Regions from separate parts of the Pan troglodytes genome. Here regions 2 and 3 are each linked to region 1. The links are chromatin contacts, called in public Hi-C maps. All regions are on one chromosome and are shown on one strand. Each heading gives the region's core, a stretch centred on a gene start, on an enhancer-like site or on the middle of the called end of the contact. The rest is flanking DNA. Distances are from core to core; before and after follow the strand shown. Region 1 holds the start of IRS2 (insulin receptor substrate 2). Region 2 has its middle 550 kb from the start of IRS2. Region 3 has its middle 520 kb from the start of IRS2.

Evidence for each region. A called contact is a pair of places that touch in the nucleus more often than the background predicts.
Region 2: a Hi-C map of stem cell-derived neural progenitor cells shows a contact between it and region 1, with 3 times the contacts expected there. The contact joins the enhancer-like site here to the promoter of IRS2 in region 1. A contact is called at or near these places in 1 of 7 Hi-C or Micro-C datasets (stem cell-derived neural progenitor cells) and 1 of 1 datasets of contacts at active chromatin or transcription factors (stem cell-derived excitatory neurons).
Region 3: a contact with region 1 is called in a Hi-C map of stem cell-derived neural progenitor cells, with 2.9 times the contacts expected there. The contact joins the enhancer-like site here to the promoter of IRS2 in region 1. A contact is called at or near these places in 1 of 7 Hi-C or Micro-C datasets (stem cell-derived neural progenitor cells) and 1 of 1 datasets of contacts at active chromatin or transcription factors (stem cell-derived excitatory neurons).

The regions. Positions count from the first base shown.
Region 1 is chr14:115,395,153-115,399,175 of NHGRI_mPanTro3-v2.0_pri, forward strand. It overlaps IRS2 (insulin receptor substrate 2), which reads right to left and starts at 2,380. Exons shown (of 2, transcript XM_016925526.4): 1 at 1-2,380. The coding sequence starts at 1,813.
Region 2 is chr14:114,846,242-114,850,264 of NHGRI_mPanTro3-v2.0_pri, forward strand. No RefSeq gene overlaps it. Among named protein-coding and RNA genes, the nearest start is that of IRS2, 550 kb to the right of the region's middle. Within about 2 kb of position 1,835, at least 8 of the 24 cell types and tissues checked have an H3K27ac peak or open chromatin away from gene starts, as enhancers often do. A contact at or near this core is called in stem cell-derived neural progenitor cells, where this site is marked.
Region 3 is chr14:114,876,547-114,880,569 of NHGRI_mPanTro3-v2.0_pri, forward strand. No RefSeq gene overlaps it. Among named protein-coding and RNA genes, the nearest start is that of IRS2, 520 kb to the right of the region's middle. Within about 2 kb of position 2,090, at least 7 of the 24 cell types and tissues checked have an H3K27ac peak or open chromatin away from gene starts, as enhancers often do. A contact at or near this core is called in stem cell-derived neural progenitor cells, where this site is marked.

The DNA of each region.
Region 1 (4,023 bases), core at 1,130-3,629:
AGGTGGCCCGCATCAGGGTGTATTCATCCAGCGAGGCAGAGGAGGGCTGGGGCACCGGCCGCTGCCGGGCTGGCGTGGTCAGGGAGTAGGTCCTCTTGCGCAGCCCTCGGTCCAGGTCCTGGGCCGCGTCCCCCGAGACCCGGCGGTAGGGGCGGCCACAGTGGCTCAGGGGCCTGTCCATGGTCATGTACCCGTAGAACTCACCGCCGCCGCCGCCATCTCGGGCCGGGGGCGTCTCCGCGATGGACTCGGGCGTGTTGCTTCGGTGGCTGCAGAAAGCGCGCAAGTCGCCTGGGCTGGAGCCGTACTCGTCCAGGGACATGAAGCCGGGGTCGCTGGGGGAGCCTGAGGCGGAGGCGCTGCCGCTGGAGGGCCGCTGGCCGGGGCCGTGGTGCAGCGGATGCGGCAGAGGCGGGTGCGGGCCGGGCGGCGGCGGGTAGGAGCCCGAGCCGTGGCCGCTGCTGGACGACAGGGAGCCGGGGCTGGTGGCGGCGGGCGGCGAGTGCGCCACGGGCATGGACATGGAGCGGCTGTGTTGCAGCGCGCCCCCTGCCGGCAGCAGCGCCACCTTGCTCCCGCGGCCGCCGCAGCCGCCGCTCAGGGTGTGCGAGCGGCTCAGGGGCGCGCGCACCGGCCCGGGGCTCAGAGGGCTCCCAGCCACCGACACCGGCCTGGCGCCCGCGGCCGCCGCTCCCGCCGCCGCGCCGCCGTCGCCCTCGCTGGCGGTGCGCACCCGGCACGAGCTGCACTTGGCCGCCGGCGGGGTGGCGGCCAGGCTGTCGGTGCGCGAGCGGCGCACCAGGCCCGTCTGGCTGGGGGGCAGGTTGACCAGGTGGTGGTGGCGGCGCGCGCCGGGGACGCTGATGGGGTGCGTGGCCGACGACCCCGACGATTGGCTCTTACTGCGCGGCCGGAACTCGAAGAGCTCCTTGAGCGCCTTCATGGCCTCCAGGATGGTCTCGTGGATGTTCTGCGCCACCACCGAGTCGTCCGCCTGCATCCACAGCTCGCCGGGGCCTGTGACGGCCGAGCGGCCCACCTCGATGAAGAAGAAGCTGTCCGAGTGGCCGCAGCGGCGGATGTTCATTAGCTGCAGCGTCACCGACGGCTGCTCGCAGTTGAGCTTCACGAAGCCGATGGTGCGCGCCGACAGGCACAGACGGTACACCCCCGTCAGGTTCTTGCTCTGGCCCAGACCCTTGGGCTTCAGGTTCACCTGCCACACCTCACGGTAGGCGGCCGTGGCGGGAGCCACCAGCCCGTAGCTGTCCTCGGCCCCGGCGGCGCCGGCAGAGCCGCCCAGGGCGCCGGGCAGGGAGGCGCTGCAGGACGCGGCGGGCGCGGCGGTGGGGGGCGCGTCTCCGGCGGCCGCGCGGCCCTCGCTGACCAGGTCGGTGAGCGCGCGGTACCAGCCCTCCTGCTCCTGCTCGTTCTCGGCGGCCACGGCGAAGTACTCGTCCTTGGTGTAGAGGGCGATCAGGTACTTGTGCTTGGCGTCGGCGCGCTTGTTGATGTTCAGGCAGCAGTCGAGAGCGATCACCCGTTTCGGCGCGCCTGCCTTGCTCCGCCACTTTTTCTCGCTCTCGTAGTACTCGAGCCGCGGCGGCTGCGGCGCCGACCCCCCGCCCGCCGTCGCCTCGTCGCCGCCCGCGCCGGGCCCGCGCAGCACGAAGAAGCGCTTGTGGCCGTGCTTCTGCTTGCGCAGGTAGCCGCACTTGCGCACGCTGTGATTGTTGTTGTTGTTGTTGTTGTTGAGGTTGGGGCCGTCTCCGCTCGCCGGCCCGGGCGGCCCCTGCCGCGGCGGGCTCGCCATCGCGGGCGCTTCAGGCCGCGCGGCCCGGGCCCGGCGCCCAGGGGTTGGGGCGAGGGGCGGAGGGGGCGCGGGCGGGGGCGGCTCCCTCCCACCCTTGCGCCCGGCCGCCCACCCGAGCACGCGTCCCTCGGGCCCAGGCGGTGGGGAAGGTCCGGGGAGGCCCGCGGGGGCCAGCACCGCTCGGCGGCGCCGCGCCCTCCGCGCTCTGGGGCTCCTGAGGATGCCCGGCGCGGGCGGTGGCCGCCCCCCTCCCCGGCTGCCTGCGGCCGCTGCCTCCTCGGGCTCTCGGGCGGCGCCGGGGGACGCGCTGGCTGGGCCGGGAGTCGGGGTCCCCGAGGCGCGGGGCCGAGCCTAAGGCGCGCGCGGCCGCACCGGGGCTGCTGCCGCCGCGTCGCGCTCCGGGAAGCCGGGGTGCGCCCGGGCGCTCGGGGTCCGCGCCGCCGCCGGGGCTGCTGCTGCTGCTGGTGCTGCTGCTGCTGCTGCCAACGGCGACCCGGGCTCGTCGCGGTCCCCGCCGCACAGTGAGTAACACATCGCGCACCGAGTGACTGAACTAAGAAGAGCAAAACAACATGTGACTCGGCGTTACGCAGGCACACACAGCGCGGCCGCCCCGCCCCGCTGCCTCGCATTGGCGCCGCGCCCCCCGACGGACGGCGCGCTCGGCCAATCGGCGCGGCGCTCGCGGGGGCGGGCCGCGCGCCCCCGCCCCGCCCCCCTTTCTCCCCGGGCCGCGTTTCCCGCCGTCCCCTCCCCCTCCCGCGGAGGCCCCGGCCCGGCCGGGCGGGGTGGGGGCGGCCCGGGCCTCATTAATCAGCGGCTTGTTGTGGATGCAGGCGGAGGAGATGCCACCCAGGGCGGGAAAAGGGGCGCGGAAGAGGGGCGGGGCGGGCCACGGCGCGCAGGGCCCTTCCCTCCCGCCTCGGACTCAATTAATTGGGCTTGAGCTTCCGCCGGGGAGGGGGCGCCGGGCGGGGCCGCGGCTGGGCGGGGCGGGGGATCGGGATCGGCGGCGGGGGCTGCGGCCTTGCAGGGGAAGCGTGGGCGGCGAGCCGGGCCGTGCTCTCGGGGCGCGGGGTCCCCATTTTGGGCGAGGGCGGCCGCTCCCGCGCTCCGGGTGGGCGCGCCCCCTCCCCGTCCCCGGTTCCCCGTCCCCGTCTCCCGTCCCCATCTCCGTCCCCCGCAGCCGCGAAGCGCGGGGAGGTTCCAGGGCCCGCGGCCGCGGGTTCGCGAGCACCGCGCTCCAGATCGAGAGCGGCGCGCGCCCTTCCGTGGAGGACAGCGGGGCTGCGAGGGGCGCGGAGGGGGCGCCCGTGTCCCACCCGCTCGCGGGCGCTTTACGGGGCGTCCTCTGCGCCATTCACTTGTCAGCTTGTCGGGAAGTTGAAATCGCGTTTGGGAGGTAATAGGAGAAAGAGATCGGGGACGGCAGGCGGAGAAAGTGCGGTTTCCATAGCGCTGGGGAGAGGGCGGACCCGCGAGCCAGCGGTCCCTGAGCTGGGAGACCGCGCGGGCGTCTCTCCAGCCCCCGCAGGAGCGCCGCCTTCCTTCCGCAGGGGCGTCCTTTCCCCCCACCGCTGCAGGAGCACCCCCTTCCTTCCTCGGAAGCGTCCTCTCACCACACCGCTTCAAGAGCCCCCCTTTCCTTCTACAGGGGCGTCCTCTCCCCCTCCGAGGCAGGAGCCCCCCTTCCTTCCACAGGGACGTCCTTTCCACCTCCGAGGCAGGAGCGCCCCTTTTCCCCCCACAGGAGCGCCCTCCCCACCCCAGGAGCGCCCTGCGCCCAGCAGACGGGCAGGTGGGCGGGCGTCCACTACCTGTGTGCGCGGTGCGGGCGGTGACTGCCAAGTTGGAGATGCCCTTGGAGAACTGCTTCGAATTCATATATCTACTGGGCTTTTGTGACTTTCAAAGCCTATAGCAAATAAGCACCCCTGCAATTACATCTCCTCAATGACCAAGTCAGGGTGAGGCGAGGGCTTCCTGAGTTCAGATCCCAGCAAGCTCCCGATCCTGCGCAACGAAGAAAACTCAACAAAACAGGCTTTGGCTGTTTATTTTATTTTTTTTAATTGTGCCTTCATGAAATAATTTACAGCAATAATTTATCTTATAATATTGGTTGTTTTTAAGTCCCGGATGTTTACTTTTGGATGTCCTCTATAATTCATAGAAGTATCTTAAAAGTAATAAAATCTTAATCTAAGAGA
Region 2 (4,023 bases), core at 585-3,084, 550 kb before region 1:
ATGAACATCTAATCTGACCAAGTGGGGAATTAAGGGGGAGGTATGGAATCTGTGAATGCATATTTCTTCCAGGATAGAGCCACACCAGTGAAGGTGTCAAAAGATACTTTGAAATCTAAAATTAAGGCAATAACTGTAAAATGAAATTTAAGACATTGGTTTATGAGTCTTTATAAAATCTAGGAAAATCATGAAATCAAATCAATTAAAAAGGCCCTTAGATGCTGCTGCATTGCACATTTTAAATACAGACTGCCATTAAAACCATTCTAATTAGACAGATAGTGTCACTTTTTTCAAGTTTATTTGTTATGTACTTGTTTCATCTATAATGACCTTTTCCCTCTGATTATTCTGAGAAAAGAAAAAAAAATATTCGAAGTGAATGAGTTGCCAACTGATAAATTGCAAAGGAAAAACGTGGCTTCTTGTTGCAATCAATTAATCCATATTTTGAGCACTTATGACATGGTAGATTATATGGTTTGGCTCTGTGTCCCCACCCAAACATCATCTCAAATTGTAATCCCCATAATCCCCATGTGTTGAGGGAGAGACCTGGTGGGCAGGCGGTGATTGGATCATGGGGGCAGTTCCCCCATGCTATTTTCATGATACTGAGTGAGTTCTCATGAGATCTGATGGTCTTATAAGCAGCTCTTCTCCCTTCACTCATTTGCTGTCTCTCTCTCTCACCTGCTACCATGTAAGACGTGCCTTTGCTCCTCTCTCACCTTCCTCCGCAATTGTAAGTTTCCTGAGGCTTCTCCAACAGTGTGAAACTCTGAGTCAATTAAACCTCTTTTCTTTATAAATTACCCAGTCTCAGGTATTTATTTATAATACAGTGTGAAAACGGACTAACACAGTAGACTTGCAGGAGTCCTGCGGTTCACAAAACCAAGAAGTCCAGAGCTCCAGATCATGGGTACGTAACAATCTGGACTGTTGAGTAAAAGAATAATAGCAGGAAGGCTATTGTTCTAGACCAAAATCTAGCCATTACGAGAACATGTTGCTTGGAGATGAGATTAAATAACTGATAGAACACAGAGGAGGAGGAAGGGTACATCCCAGTTTGCCCTGTGCCATGAAAACTTCGGAGAAGTGAAGATGAATTACGACTGATGAGATAATTTAATGCAAAGAGCCAGGTAAAACGTCTGCAAGCATTTTAAAACTGTGTATGCGGGACACCAAAGAAGAAATAATGTCCTTTTGAATAAGCAATTAGAGAAATGCATTAACAGCTAATGAAGGAGTGAATTATTTTGTGAGAGCTCAGATGTTTTTTAAGCTACCTTTGGTGGTTTTCATCCACCTCCTCATTTAATCTCATCTCAGGGTACCAAGTGTGTTTCTGTGCTCCTCCCCTGGCTTTGTCTGAGAGGACAAGTGGGCCTGGTTCATCCAGATCTGAACTCCCCTTTTTGCACTAATCCCAAACCCAGTAGCAACAAAAATGCTTTCTTTTTGACCAGATGGAAATCTGAGGCTAGCCTAGGACATGACATGCATTTTAATCCAATGACTCAGCATAGGAGGACTGGCTCAACCCAACTCTAGTGAAACCAGGTCTCTCTTTCCTGCTGTATACATTGGGAGGGTGATCAAAATCTGTCCACCTTATTTTAAATCAGCTGTGGGTCACCACCACACTGTTTCCATGAGGTCATTTCTTGTTCATCATCCACTAAGGCGTTTGCCACGAGCAGCAGTAAAAAGCACAAAGGACAGAAAGCCCTCGAAAGGAGAAAATGAAATGCAACACAGCCAGCTCACATACTTTCCATGCCACAATCCCCACCGCCTAACATTCCGTTCTCGTCGATGAGGAAACAATAGAATGTACAGCCCTGTCACTGTCGCTATTAATAACTTGGAGGGCTTCCAGAACCACACGGGTTCAGGGGAATATGCTGTCCTTAGCAGTCACATCAATGCTTAGGTATCTCTTCATGAGACTGTGCCTCTGTGTCTCCTGCCTGCCATGTGTGAAAGTTCTAATTTTCAAGTCACACATAAGCCCTGATTAGTGGTGATAAGGCAATAAGGAGGCCCGGTTTTTTTTGAGACTATGAAACCACAAAGAACTCTGAGTTCCAAAACACTCTATTAGCACTTTCCAGTCCTATTTTAGAAAACCAATGGGAAAAATGTAAAATGGAGTGGGCTGGGAAATTTTTTCATCAAAGTATAATTGTAATTTTAAGTAGGAGTTTTGTATTTAAAGCCCTTAATGGCAAGCGTGATTAAGAGAAGCTTGGCTTCACTGTTTACAGCAAACCTTGATTAAATACAAACAAGCAAATGAAACAAAAAAGAAAAGAAAAATGAAAAGAAAAAAATCTTTCTGGAGTGTCCTGGGGTCCTTAGCCAGGAGAATTATCTTGGAGGGGAAAAAAAAAATCCATGGAGTCAGCCATCTGTCTCTATCCCCTTCCTTCCTATTTTCTTCAATTCTTTGTCCATCTGTATGATTTGCCTACACTGGTCTGTCTTTTGAATTTCAGCTTTTCAAAAAGCAGATACCACACCAGCTTATTTTATTTTCAGCATCTATCACTGCAGGCTTTATTAAATGTTAAGGAATAATAAGACCTATTATTGCGCTGCGACTCCCTGGGATTTTTTGTAAGTCAGTAAGGCCCAGTGTCATGTGTTTGCATTTTCTCTGGGCTGTAGATGCCAGGAGACCAGGACCATTAAAAGAGGAGGGAGAGAAAGGGAAGGTTGGCGGGTTATTATGCACTCTTGGGGGTTTCTTTCCTACAACGCTTTCCCCTGCTCCCTTCTGTTCCCGCTTCTATAAAAGGAGTAAGCACACAACAACCGTCATATAAACCAACATCAGAAAAGCAAAAAGAATTCATCTGTCAAGAAGAAAGAGAAAATCTGTTACGGTTACGAATGGTTATAGTGAAGTGAGTAAGGAGAAGAATGTTGGCAATAAATGGGAACTTATTTTATTGCAGAGGGTCCAGCTCTGTGCTAAGGGAAAATCTGCAAAGTCTTAAAGAAGCAGAAGCATGATGGAGTGAGTAGGTAACACTTACCTGACAGCCTAACACATGGCAGGTGGTATTTGGGGAATGAGTCTGTAGACGGGCAAGGCTACGGAGAGCAAACTCAATGTCGCCACATGGATTGGAGAAGGGTCTGTGGGAAAGTTCGCTGTCATGGAAAACAGTTCTTATCATTATGAAATAGTTTCATTGTTCTGATTGAAATTGAGCTGAGTTTACTGCCTCCCCCTTCTTATTTTCTTTCTTCATCTTTCTCCCACTTCTCTTCCTCCGTTCCCTTCCCTTTCTTCTTCTTCCTAACTGCCCATACAAGTAGCCATCGTCTGCTGCATAATATCATTAATTCAAAATGATCTTTCTTACTTCAAATAGGAAATGTCACTTTGAATTAATGTGAACTATGTCTCCTATCATCCTTTTTACCTGACAATAATATAAGGCCATGTGTGACTCTCTTTATTTTCTTATGTTCATGGATTTTAAACAAATTCTTTTCTCTCTTAGAAAACCATTTATTGGAGGGTGGTATCAGGTTCTCCCTAGTTTTGCACTTTGCTTCTTACCACCTCTTCCTCACCTATATTTGATTTTGTTTACTATTTAAAAACAATTTGACTGTCTCCTTCTCTGGTGATTTTCCAACACATATCTTTTCCCCACCTCTAGACCATGTGAGGTGCATCAATATGTATCAATTATTGCACTTAGCATGTGAGATTACAATCTATTCATTTGTTTTGTATTTTGGTGAGTGGAGGTGTTGTAACACTGGATTATACAATTAAGATGGAGGGGCATTTTTAAGAAAAGGAATACAAAATTGTTCATGCAAAATTTGATATATGACAGAGATTTCTGCTTCTCTCCAAGATGGAGTAGAAAGACTGGATTTATCCTCTTGCATGAATTTTAAAAAATGACAAAATATATACAACAAAGGTTTTCAAGACACAGGATATGAGGCATCTGTCCTTGCGAGAGAGAAAACAAATGAAAT
Region 3 (4,023 bases), core at 840-3,339, 520 kb before region 1:
CAGATGTCTCTCTCTCTCTCTCTCTAAGAGCTGCTCTCCTCTCTCCTTTCTTCTATCTATTAAACTTTCCACTCCCTAACCCACCCACATGTGTCTGTGTCCTGAATTCTTGGTGTGTGATGATGAACCCCAGGGTGTATACCCCAGACAGCACAGCCACTTCACCAGCAGGGACAGCAGCTGTCACATGAACTGGAGGTGAGTCTGATGTCTTGGAATTTTGAGGAAAGTGGGTAGAAAGTTGCCAAGCAAGCTGAAGAGACAAGCAAAAGGGATCATGTTCCAGAAGAATTCTTAGCAAGACAACAGTCAGAACTTCAATCAAGGTGATTGATTGGTCTGAAAGGGGGAATACAATGTAAATAAAATACAACCATGAGAAACCACATGTATGTTGTTGAACCTTATCTAGACACTAACTGTGAAAAAGCCAGCTTGGATTATTGATGAAGGACATTCAGAAAACCACAGTTTTGCCGTGCTTATTTAGAGAACAGAGACAGTGGTGTTATCAGCCTATAGCTCAATTGTAAAATTGGGATGACTAGATGTCCCGAGACCATTCCATTCCTCGGCCCTCTCGACACTCACCTAAGAAGCTTCCAAATTTACCACTTCTCAGTCATTGTAAGGATGCTGCATGTCATAAGGATGATTATGGAAGATCATGGGCATGTTCTACATAGAGAACATGAAAAGTCACAATATTTTCTTTTATAAATTAATATTTTGGAATTTATATTAGTTTCCCTAACTCTAAATAACCATGGGAATATTGACAAATTTGATTTTCCAGAACTTTAAAGCTGAGGCTAGACACTAACCACAGTGACTTTATCTATGTAGTAGCACACTCTACAGCTGGGATGTCTGGATAACAAGTTCCCCAGATTGCAGCCTCCCTCCAGCACCAAGTAGGATGACGAGTCTGTTTGGTTTCATTTTAGCTATGTAGATTTGCCAAATTTTGTCACCTCTGGACTTCAGTTTTCTCATATGTAAAATGATGCATGGGCCTGAATGTTTTCAGAGAACCTTCAATCTCTGTGAGTCTCTTCACTGAAAAAATTGTTGACTTTCTGATTTTTATTGTTCTGTTTTTCTTTTCAATGTCAAAAAAGCACTATGGTAAAAGTCTTTCAGTAAAACTTGAACCTTGGGGCTTGTTCCTGAGTTTGACATGTTAAACAAATGAAAGAACTGTTTTCAACTGATTAGTCATATCCTTCTTCAATTCCTATGGGAATATGGGTTAGTTGTGCATGAGAAAGTCATCCGACTTTGGCATGAAGATGTCTTTCAGGTAGGTAGGCCACCTGTGATGAAGTGAATCATTGAAGAAAATCTATTTTCTTGTGGCATAAATACAAGCCTGAAGATTACACATAAGCTGTCATACACATACCTCCTAAATGCAATTCCTCAGAAGTGACATGCTATCATCATTCACATTAATGTCTATTTGTGCAACTACATTGTTTAAAATAATCAACCAATTCATCACAATAGATATTTGGGAGGAGTGAGGGAGCTTTCTCTGTACTAATGAAAGAAATGACATTTCTGTTTACCATTTGTCAGTTTTAAGTAGTTAATAAATATCTGAAATGATTCTCATATTTTGATATGGTATTCACTTGTAAGGATATGCAATTTTTAAGAGTTATGGTGAGAATGTTTCTTCCATAACATTCAGCTTTGAAAAGTTTTAGGAAACTATTCATTATGTCTCAAAAGTTAAATGCACGACAAATGAAATGCCTCTTATTGGTTGCAGTTTTCTAAATGTAAGTAATGCCTATTACTTTGATATTTAACTCAAATATCTTAACAATAATTGAAAGCTTTTGAGTGCTACAGGTTGATAATAAGCCTGAAAGTATAGAATAATCATCTGTATGTTAAAATTTTTATTCTTAAAGCCAACAAAACAAAGTAAGAATTATGTCAGTGTTTCTAACTGTCCTACCCAGATCTAGCTCCTGATTGATAATTGTCAATAGAGTCAAACACGCCTTCCTAAGGCCAGCTCCACTTCTCCAAAGCAAGCTCCTGTCACTTTGCCACCCAGAAACCACACTGGAAACTGGAATCTAAAGAATGTGTTTGCATTATCAAAGAACTCTCCCTCTCCTAAAGGGTCCACCCTGGGATTCCATTCTAGTGACTTTACAAAATGCTTCTAATTACTCCTTAGTTAGTTCCCATAATCCGCTTAAGGACTTGTTTACTTGTTAACAGACAGGGTAGGAATTTAGCCTTAGCAGTCTGTGTCAGTGCAACATCATAAATAAGATAAACATTATCTGAAGTGATCACAATGTTCTTGAACATCTGAGCCGGACAGAATCAAACCTGCGTCATCTTCCTTCTGATTTTCCAAATGAGCACACAGGAGAGGCCACTCTAAAGTCACCCTGGGAATGTGTCTGCCTCCAGCCCCATTCACGGCCCCTGGCACTGGCTTGTCATTAGATGGTGTTCAATGAATGCTTGTGGAATTGAATTAACACAACGTAGATTTACACCCTTTCCTGTCAAATAGCTAGTTCTAAAAAATACAGACCTGCGCTTCAGCCGTGCAATGCCTTTTAAGATGGTTCATACTCTGATGCAGAGGAAGATGTCTCTTGCCATTACAGAACCACACCGAGAAAGATCAAACAAAATCACACCAAGAAAATTCATGTGCAGGTCATCTCATTTGCAATTATTGCAGCATGCACCAAGTCCAACACATTTCACCCACACTTTATTAGCAAAAAAGAAAACACCTGAGGGTCAGCGTCTTCTCTAGGTCCTGGCACAGGACTACCTGAGCCATGGAGATGTTCAGTGGGTTGTGTAAATGACCTTCCTTTCATGGAGACGAATGGGCACATGGCGTCTAAAAGCCATTCTGTAAGACATATTCCAAAAATAATTGTTTCAGTACCTTTTCAGACTGTGCATTTAAAAAAAAAAAAAAAAAAAGCCCTTAGCCTCTAGGTCACATGTACCAAACAGTAGTTCATTACGATGCAATACGGCCCCGCCACACTTACTAATTTTATACCAAGAGGATGAAATGATGTTGTCTAGGGAACAGGATAAGAGGAAAGGGGTTTAGGAACTCAGAATTTTATTCTGGCTCTGATGCTAATTTTCCTGTGACCTCAGCCAAGTCCTATAAATTGTTACTATCTGCAAAGTGAAGATAATGGACAAGTCTCACAGGATAGTTGTGGAGATTAATTAGGCAGCTCATTTGAGATTCAAAGTGCTGTGAGCCCACAAGAAAAGTCCTGGGGAAGAACAAAGGCGGGGCCCACGCTTCGTTTCAGCAGGCCGGGGACCACACCAAAGGCACTTCAGGGATGCATTTGGTGGCACCCCGGTATTTGTTAATTTACTGGTATTAGGAAGTCATTATGGTTACCAGGGGTTAATGGAAAGATTGAACTTGCTAAAATGGGCCATAGAGGCGTAAATCGAGGGCTCCTTTGTTCAAAGGAGGATTGGGCCCTTCAGCATTAAGCCTAGCTGCAGTGTGCTTCCTGGCCTTGCAGATATCTTTCGGAAATCCAAAGCAGGCTGTTGGTAGCATGAACATTTTATTTTTCAGTGAAAAATGAAATCTTTTACTTCTCAATATGTCCAAGAGAAAAATTATTTCAGAGGAAAAAAAGAGAACAAGTTAATTAGTATGCCTTTAGTGATCCTCTGATGGAAGAGTTCCATCCCTGCATCCCTTACACCTGCAGCTAGGGGGTGAATGCTCACATGCGTGCACACACACACACACACGCACACACACACACCGAGCTGAATGAGAAGTCTAGGAAGAAGCCAGCATAACACTCAGGGAAGGAGCCCAGAGGAGTCTCCAGCTTGCACAGAAGGAACTCATGTGAAGTGCACAGCATATAGAATGAAATAGATCCCAGAGTTTTCAAAGCGAGGCTCAGCTTTGCAAGAGAAGCTCAAATGAATACAAACCAGTCAGGGAAGTTATAGAAGGAAGTGAGATGTTTGACTTTTTAT